2 separate regions of the Triticum aestivum genome follow, and region 1 is linked to region 2. Evidence: chromatin contacts called from public Hi-C data. All regions are on one chromosome and are shown on one strand. The core of a region is the stretch at or near the end of the contact, and the rest is flanking DNA. Distances in the headings are between cores, read along the strand shown.

The links. A called contact is a pair of places that touch in the nucleus more often than the background predicts.
Region 1: a contact with region 2 is called in a Hi-C map of leaf, with 9 times the contacts expected there. The contact joins the promoter of LOC123187350 here to the promoter of LOC123187348 in region 2. A contact is called at or near these places in 2 of 5 Hi-C or Micro-C datasets (both in leaf).

What each region holds. Positions count from the first base shown.
Region 1 is chr2A:46,148,356-46,153,268 of IWGSC CS RefSeq v2.1, reverse strand. LOC123187350 reads right to left here and starts at 1,863. Exons shown (of 3, transcript XM_044599206.1): 1 at 1,713-1,863; 2 at 1,180-1,469; 3 at 1-275. The coding sequence starts at 1,848. The coding sequence ends at 1,186. It overlaps LOC123187351 (a long non-coding RNA gene), which reads left to right. Exons shown (of 7, transcript XR_006493920.1): 6 at 198-292; 7 at 376-554.
Region 2 is chr2A:45,935,746-45,940,407 of IWGSC CS RefSeq v2.1, reverse strand. LOC123187348 (importin-11) reads left to right here and starts at 2,139. Exons shown (of 24, transcript XM_044599205.1): 1 at 2,139-2,430; 2 at 2,597-2,706; 3 at 3,553-3,625; 4 at 3,723-3,784; 5 at 3,861-4,002; 6 at 4,580-4,662. The coding sequence starts at 2,290.

The DNA of each region.
Region 1 (4,913 bases), core at 614-3,113, 210 kb before region 2:
ATACTATAGGTTCAAAACAGGCAGTCAAACACAAATCGCAGCAAACAACTTTGCTTTATCTCGCTCATCGTAATTCAGTCTCACTGATATAAACTCATATTGTCTCACTATTTGTGCACAGAAGAAAAATTACAGAAATAACATTGGTCTTGCAAGAGCTTGCCGCAGGGGAGTCTGATATAGCTATTTATTTGCAGAAAGAAAATGCGGAAATAAGATTGATAATGCTGGAAGATTTGCGCAGGTGACTTCAGTAGTGTTACTTAGTCTTCTACCTGTGATCACAAGAAAAGTAATGTCAGCATGTTATGTTGGTTTATTTTTGTATGTACTATAAAATAGCATGCAACTAACATAAACTCTATTGTTTGGCAGGGAACAACGTGGATTTTAGTCCATCTACCTTTGTGCTGACTAACTGTAACCTAGGAAACAACCAACGGACATGGCAGATACAAGAAAAGACCCAAAATGACAAATGAACTTTCTGAAGCCTTTGTATTTCGTGTAAATACAATGTTTAACAAATTAAGAATCATGGTTTTTTTAGATAACCCAGGCCCTAATCATTATGCTGCATACTTCAGTATTGTCCATCATTGCGTAATTTCAACACAAGCCATAGAAAAAGTGCTTTGATAGAACCAGCATTCATAAGCAGGTTCCATCAGTAGTCTATAGGTTCATAGCAGTCATTCAAGTCTAAACCATACTCATCATAGTCAAGTCCTCAAGTCTCGCATAGTATGTTACAGGAAATGCATGCAGCAGAGAAGTTACGAAAGAAAAAATGAGTAGTGTGGGGCAGAGTTCAGAAGAAAAAGGGACTCTGCTATAGGTTCAGAACACCATTGATTTTAGTTAAGCAGCCTCTCAGCTGATTAACCGGAACAGAGGAAACAACCAAAACTTTCTTAAGCCACTGTAATAGTGTTCAACAAAGTGAGAATCATGTTATGTTAGAATAAATTTTTATTGTTTGATGACAGGAAACACCATGGATTTTAGACTAGTTGAACTTTCTGAATCCTGTAATCATATACATACAGCAGGCAGTTGTCATCGTGGCATTGATCATAGGCTGTCGAAGTGCTTTATGTCAATCATAAAAGGATTGTCTCCATGTTCTAATCTAGCAGTCCACAATAAAACTTCTATGCTTTCTTAGCCGCACTGTACCTTCATTCAGTGGCGGCGGCGGTTGCCCCTCTTCTTCGAGCCACCATGGGCTCGCTGATACGCCTCACGCGCCTGCAGCTGGCGGAGGCGCTGCTGGGTTTCCTGGTGTTCCATGTAGATGTGGTTCACGAGGTGACGTGCTTGATTGTCATGGCGCAGATCCCCGCAGTGCTCGCAGAACCAGTAGATGACGGGAGCTGCCACTGGCCCTCCCTGGCCAGCGGCGTTGCCCCTGCCGCCCGGCCGCCGCCCCGGCCCCCGGGACCTCCGCGACCTCCGCGTCCACCCATCTGCATGCATCACAAATTCCCAATAATCACAGGATTCGATCCAGGAATTCTGTACGGAATTGAACCAGATCTGATCTGAACGAATTCTGTACGGAATTGAACCAGATCTGATCTGAACAGGAGGAATATCACACGAACGATCGATTAATCACCTCGATTCGTTTAAGATTTGGATCTAGGGATTCGTCTGATCCGAGCGATTCGTTTAAGGCCGGGGATCTAGGGGGAGAGATCGAGGGTTACCTCGCTCTGGTGAGATCGGATCGGAGGAAGGAGGGACGGGCGTGATCCTCGCGCGGATGTTGTTGTCGTTGACGGCGGTGCGACTGCGACCGAGCGACCGAAGGATGAACAGGGAAAGTGTTCGCTTCGAGGGCATCTCCTATTTATATTATCCCCTTTTTTCGGGAGGTTGTTTTTTTCCCTTTCTGTTTCTCGAAAAATGGTTGGTTATTTTTTCTCTAAACACAGTATAGACACAAGCGCGCATACACACATCTATATGAACACACGCACGCACACCTTACCCCTATGAGCACATTGGAGCGACTGAGTCGACATATCATCTTGAGATTTACAAAGTCACCGTATTGACGGGAACGTCTCCTCTCACTGAAAGCGCATCGTCGAAAATCCTGAAATAGATCTAGAAATAATCCGAGCACCAGGACTTGAACCCTGGTGGGTTGGGGATACCACTGTTCCTCTAGCCATTCAACCACATGTTGGTTCTGATTTTTGTATTGTTTGTTGGTATTAGCGCATATAGTATATTGTAATAGGGAAACATTTTATGTTACCCCATTGATCCAGCGCTAGCGCAAGTCGCCTTCCTTAACTGCCACATGCCCTTGTGGGTCCCACCATATCTCTTCTCTAGAGATGTCTTCCCATCTACTTTGTCTTCCTCGCCACATCTTTTTCCCATCATGCAGATCCTCTCCCCTCCTTACCTGGAAAAGAATTCTATGAGACCAGGTCTCACGTGAGACCCATCCTGATGGATGACACGTGGCATTCATAAATCACAAAGCATCCCCCACCCCCACTTAAAATCAGGGGGAAGAGAGATTAGATGCTTTGTGATTTGTGAATGTCATGTGTCATCCATCAGGATGGGTCTCACCTGCTAACCGTGAAACCTGGTCTCATACAATTTTTTTCCTCCTCACCTTGCCCTTTCCCATTCTTCTAGATCGGGGTTGACACCGGCAAGTCGATGGCCACCGCTACTGCAATCTTCTCCTCCTGTATGCGTGTAACGTCGAGATGTATCGTCGTTTGCTGCAACGGCTGCTCCTGCCCGTCGTGGCAAAGCAAAATATAGCCACCACTCGTCCTCGGTGCTGCTATGGGTTTTTGTAGCACAGGGTTTGCCTCCGGCTGGCAGGTGCTACAAAGGCAACGGGGGATGCTAGGATGCTGAGACCGGGGGTCGCTGCTGAGTGACAAAATGTAGACAAACGAACACCTTTCTTGTGAATGAAACACTTACAACCAAACACCCAGAAGTACTTGATGTCTGGCTTGTTACATGTAGGTATCTCATATGGCTAGAGTTCTATTCAATATCTTACGGAGATAGAGCTGATTGGATGCATGGCATGCTGTGTTGATGGCTTCAGCCCAAAAGTTGTACGAAGACTTAAACTCTGTCATCATGGTCCTTGTCGCATCCATCAATGTCCGATTCTTTCTCATCACGACACCATTTTGTTGAGGGGTATACACAACGGAATATTGATGTTTGATTCCTCATTACTAAGAAACTCATACAAGGTGTAGTTCTTGAACTCGGTGTCGTTGTCGCTTCTTATTGCTAATAGCTTTGCATTGTGTTGATGTTGAGCTTCATTGGCAAAATCGACCACGGTTTGTTGGGTCGCACTCTTCTTCTTGAAGAAGTATACCCATGTATATCTTGAATAATCGATAAGTGCAAGTTAGCGAACAAAATGTAAATTGTTTGCAAGGGTCTCAACAAGCATGACCTTTCTAATGGACAAGTCCGGTGAGACCTTACCCAGACCCAATACCTTTGACATTGGAGAATCGCCAAATTGGACATGGGTGACAATAGATGCATCGGGATTGCCATCCACCACCAAGTCTTTGCTTCTGGTCATACGATTTGTCGCTCGACTATCAATAAACCATGAAACTCCACCGAAAGCAAACTCCTACATAAGATCAATGCTTGGATTTAGGCACTCATTCTTGAATGGGTCCTCTTTTGTTAGTAACAAGGGCCTTAGGAACCCAAATAAAACATTCAATGTACTCATAAAGAAAACAACAAATTGGCATAAACATGTCCATCATTAGCACGACATAAAACATAATAAGGGTTAAATTTGCCACTATGATCGAAATGATTGATTTTGCCCCCAGTGACATTATCACGCACATCCTTGTTCTTCTTCTCCTTAGGAGCACTCTCCCCTTATTTCACAACTACATCTTTGAGAGGGGAAGATTTCTTGGCCTTGTTTTTCTTGTTCTTCTTATTTGACTTGGGTGCAAATCGAAGGTCCCTCATTAGCCACAACTTTCTTATGATTGCTCAAAAGTTCGTTGAGGCTCTTCTCACCTTGTATGCATGAGACAAGACAATTTTTCAAGTTGTTCCTCCAACTTAGTGTTCTCCTCCACAAGATTTGCATGCTCACAACAAGGGTTAGTTGCACGAGCATTATCAATCAAAACAAAGGAGAACGAGTTGAAATTTCTTCAACCAATTTCACTTGGAGTTGATCGTGAGACCCCAAGAGTTTTGAATGAGCACTCTTCAAGAATTTGTGGGCCTTTTCAAGTATCTCATGATCCTTAAGAGGTCTAGAATGGACAAAGCCATGCTCATCATTCTTTGTTTAGATATCAACAACCAGAGAATACGCATGCCCGGTGCTAGCGGCACTAAAGCGTGCCTTGATACGTCTCCAACGTATCTATAATTTTTGATTGTTCCATGCTATTATATTATCAACTTTGGATGTTTTATATGCATTTATATGCTATTTTATATGATTTTGGGGACTAACCTATTAACCCGCGTGCACGCCCTCCAGCCGCCTTGCCGATCCCGGCGCCGCCCACCCCCCGCCGCCGCTAGATATGTCATTCCCCCGCTGAAAAAGAGAGAGGGTTCTGCCACGGCATCCTCCACCCCGTTCCTGGGTGAGCTTTCTGGCGCTCCGGTCATGTAGGGCGGGGACACCGGCGGCTGCGTGCATACCATGCTCGCTAGGTGTTCGGCAATTTGTCTGCTCGGCGATGGACTCGGACGACAAGGAGGCACTCGCGGCGCTGCTGGAGGAGGAAGCCGATGCCGACTCCCAGGACGAAGAGCACCTCATGGTCCTCGCCGCCCTATCCAGCCTGCTCGTGAGCAATGCAAAGCCGTGGCGACGTGGCGAGGCGTTGGGCCGGCTAGAGGCAAAGTAG
Region 2 (4,662 bases), core at 890-3,389:
TGGGAGGTTTTCTTCTTCCATAAAAAATTGCTGATCGAATACGTGTTGGTTTCGCTGTGGGGCTTTCCGTCCCCGAGTCGCTGTGGGGCTTGCATCCGTGTATATATATAATCGCGTCCCCGGCACGCAAACTCGTACGATTCAGTCTCCTGGAATTGATCAGCGCGAAGTGCTATAGCTAGCTACACGCGCCAGACACACCAACGATCCTCGCCCATGGCGTCGTCATGGTCCGAACTCCCCACATGAGCTCTTGGGACTCCTCATCGCCCGCCTCCCGTTCCCCAACGACCGCGCTCGCTTCCGGGCGGTGTGCCGCTCGTGGCGCTCGGCTCTGCGCTACCACGGTCACCAGGCACGGCAGCTAATTGTTCGACCAGGAGGCAGCTTCATGACTCCGTCCGACGGCCGCTCATATCCCCTGCCTTCCTTTCCAGACAACACAATCTGCATCGGCTCCACCGACGACTGGATTGCCCTTCGCCACCACGACCACCCTGACGGACGCAACTTCCTCTTACACAATCCTTTCACGAACACAAGCGTTCCGCTTGAACTCGACGCGGTCATCGCCAAGGCTACCAAAGTCCGCAAGGTGCTTGTGTGGTCTACCGCGGCTGGTGACCTGATCGTGGCCGTCCTAACGAACAATACAAGACGTCCGTTCATCTTGAGTCGTGGAGGCAAGGACGTCTGGTTGCCCGGGTCGTGGGACCTTCTTTATAACTTTATCGTCGACATCGCCTTCGTGGGAGACAAACTCTACGCGATCACCCAGGACGAGAACCTCTTTCCGATTGATATAGGCAATGGATGGTGACGGTAAGCTCATGGTTGCCGATGGCAGGCGCGTCGTGAGGCAACCAAGAAGTCATTATGGCTATAATGCATGGAGCGAGTCCGAGTCCGAGTCCGAGTTCGAGGAGGAGGAGGAGGCAGCAGGAGCATCAGACGAGGAGGCAACTGAGACATTCAATGTTGGGGTAGCTGGAACTTCAGATGAGGAGGCGGTGCGAGCATCAAAGGAGAAGACGGTGGGGGCATTCGATGAGTATGATGGTGAAACACTAGATGAAGAGGCATCACGGACAACAGACAAAGATGCAACCGTGCCATTAGATGACTTCGATAATCAGGAGGTAGTCGAAACATTAGACGAGGAGGCAACAAAGATATCAAATGAGGATGAAAAGGTGGTAGGGGGAACATCAAACGTGGAGCTAACATGGCCATTAAACGATGATCTTGACGAAGAATGGGACGTGACATCATCAGAAACCATGAATGTCGCATACGAGGAGGAGGGTGAGGAGGATATTGAACCATGGGTAAGGGATGAGAATTCTTTAAACGATGGTTTTGACTATGTGTACGATGATGCGCTCTCCAAGGCTCTTACCAGCATTTTCCGCTACCTTGTGGAGTCTTGCGGAAAATTGCTCATGGTGAAACACTATATGCAATTAACCGCACCTAATGGTTTGCCAACACGTTTCACTTGCCAAGTAGAGGTTTTCAAGGCGAGTGCAGGCGCATGGGTTCCGATGACCGTTGGACTCGGTGGTGACCAGGCGCTCTTTGTCAGCATGTGTTTCTCGAAGTCGGTTCCCGCATCTTGTGGTGATGTCGAGAAGGATATCATTTATTTTGTCAACACCGGCGAAGTGTTCAATATGAAGTTCAACACTTGTAGCCCGGTAAGATGGAAAGCCAGTATTACATTTGAAACATGGGTCTTTCCTTCAAAGTTGGTGGTTTAACATGTGGGCTTGTACACGACAACAAAGACCTTTTATTGTAATAGGGATGCACATTGAGCTAGTTGAATTTTTCTTTCCGGGTGACATTGAGCTAATTGATGAATACACCTCACTTTTTTTTTGTTCTTGAGTTACTTTGAGGCACTCTATTTATTTTTATTTCATAATATGGTTATTTTCGTAATCACGGGAATTAAACACATGTATTGGTTTATTATGTGCCAAAATTTTCTTTCTTTTGACGGGAATTGGCGTGAATCAGAGCGTACGTCATGCGGCCACGGACGGTGAGCAGCAGGAGGCGTATTTCCGGAACGAAAACGTAAACCTTGGAATACGTATTACGGAAGAGTAGACGTCTTCGGCCGTCCAGGAGGTGGACCTCCTCAGCCTTCTTCCGCACCCTTTCTTCCCTTCTTCCGCTCGCAACCCCACGCGACCTTCCTTCCTCTCCGATCATTCCTTCCCAGTCGCCGCCGCCGCCGCCGCCGTCCTCCCCGTCCGTGGCCGCCGCTGGTCGGGGGACAGCATGGCCCTCTCCGCCGGCGACGTGCCGACCATGTACGCGGTCCTCGCCAACTCGCTCAGCGCCGACGAGGCGACGCGGCACCCCGCCGAGTCGGCCCTCGCGCAGTGCGAGCCCCGCCCCGGCTTCTGCTCCTGCCTCCTGGTAAGCCGCCCCATTCCCGCGCCTCCCGCCCCTCCGCTCATTCGCCTCGCGGGGGGACGGGTCCTAGGGCTTTTCCTCCTCCGGGGCGCGCCCCGATCTGCGGGCGATTGGGGAGCGGTGCCATGGGGTCCGAGCGTGCTGACTTGCTGATCTGGTGCTTCTGCAGGAGATCATCTCCGCCAGGGGCTCGTCCTGCCGCGAGGACGTGCGCCTGCTCGCCACGGTTTATTTCAAGAACAGCATCAACCGCTACTGGCGGACTCGCCGGGATTCCTAGTGAGCCTTTCTGTTCAGCTCCGCTGGTTAATTATGATTCATTCAGTGTTTTCTCCAAGTGTTTTTGCTGACAGTAGTGACAATGTGCGCTAGAATCTCATCATGCTGTGAATTTAGGCTCTCTGCCTAAGCTTCCTACTGTCAACACGGCGGTGCTAGAATACTTGTATATATACTTGGTGTTGCTTTAATGTTTGATGCTGTTTTCTTTGAGTCGTCGTCTCGTTGATAGTTCTGACATAATACTCTGGAGCAAAATAGCTGATGGTTTCCAGCAGGAAGGAATAATAGCTGATCCACTGTAAATCAAATGTGTTCTAGATAACCTCTCTATGGAGTAAATTTGTTAAGAGTAGCATCAGGCCATCAACCACTATGGTGGGCCTGCCGGGATTCCTAGTGAGCCTATGTTTAGTTCCATTGGTTAATTGTGAATCCTTGAGTGTTTTTGCTGCCAGAAATGGCAATGTGTGTCAGAGCATCATACTGTGATCGAGACCCTGTGGCTCTGCCTATGCTTCTTATTGTCTATACGGCGGTGTTAGAATAATTGTATTGCTTTATTGTCAAATGTCCTTGCCTTAGTCTGATAATCCTGAGTCCTAACTTAAACTATCGAATTGTGGCTGATGGTGTCCAACAGGAAAGAGCAGTAGCTGATCCACTACCATATTAATTTTGTTATAGATCACCTCTCCATGGAGTAATACAACTGGAGATTTTTTGTATAAGCCTAACTCTGCACATCCGAAGTAGAATTTATGCTGTTACTTTTATTTCGATAACACTTGGTACCTTGTTAACGAACTCTGACATGTCACTACCAATTTGCATTATCTGTTGTAGTGGAATTAGCAACGAGGAGAAGGACCACCTTCGTAAAAATCTTTTGCTAAACATACGAGAGGAGAATAACCAGGTGCAGACTAGATAACATGTATTATACATGATCTTATGATATCAAACGGACATCATGTTTATTAATGCGAGTATGTTATCTTAATGTTGTAATGTAGATTGCACTTCAGCTAGCTGTACTAATCTCGAAGATTGCACGCTTGGATTACCCAAGAGAATGGTAAGCGTTTTTAGCACAATTCTTGTCAACTATCTTCCACATGAATTGAGGTGTTGCTCACGGTCATATCATTCAGGCGGGACCTTTTCTCTATATTGGCACAACAACTGCAATCTGCTGATGTTCTTGCTTCACATCGTGTGTTTATGGTCTTATTTCGAACTTTAAAGGAGCTGTCAACTAAACGGCTTGCTGTTGATCAGAGGAATTATGCTGAGGTATTTGATTTTGCAAAAATCACATATCCATCTATAAGTAGTATCACTCTTGATTTTCCGGGTTTCAAATTATTAGTTTGGCATAGTACCAGCTAGTTGGCCCGTAATGTGCATCGTCGCACACAGGCACACAACATTAGCAGATGTGTATTAACTCCACTATTTCTTTTGAATTCAAGCATGTTAAGTCATCTTAAGTGCTAAGCCAGAGGATTATTATAAGTTGAACCTTTCTTTGCTATCAAATACTCCTTCCGCCCCAAAATAAGTGACTCAACTTTACACTAACTTCAAAGTTAGTCTAAAGTCGAGTCACTTATTTTGGGACGGAGGGAGTAGTTCCTGAATTGATCAAGAGACATGCTATCCACATCATCTATGTTACTGTTTTCTCAAAGCATGGCAAGAGACATGCCATCCATAGCATTTGTGTTACTGTTTTCTCAAAGCATGAATTCATGCAGCTTGCTTTTGATTTTTTTTTTTGCAAATTTTGTTGAGCATAAAACAGTAATGACCTAAAATTCTGACCATGATGTCGGTCTTATGTTCTAATTCATATTTTTTTCATATGCAGATTACTAGCCACTTGTTCGAGTATACCTGGAACCTTTGGAAGAGTGACGTGCAGACTATATTGCAAAATCTTTCTATGCTCTC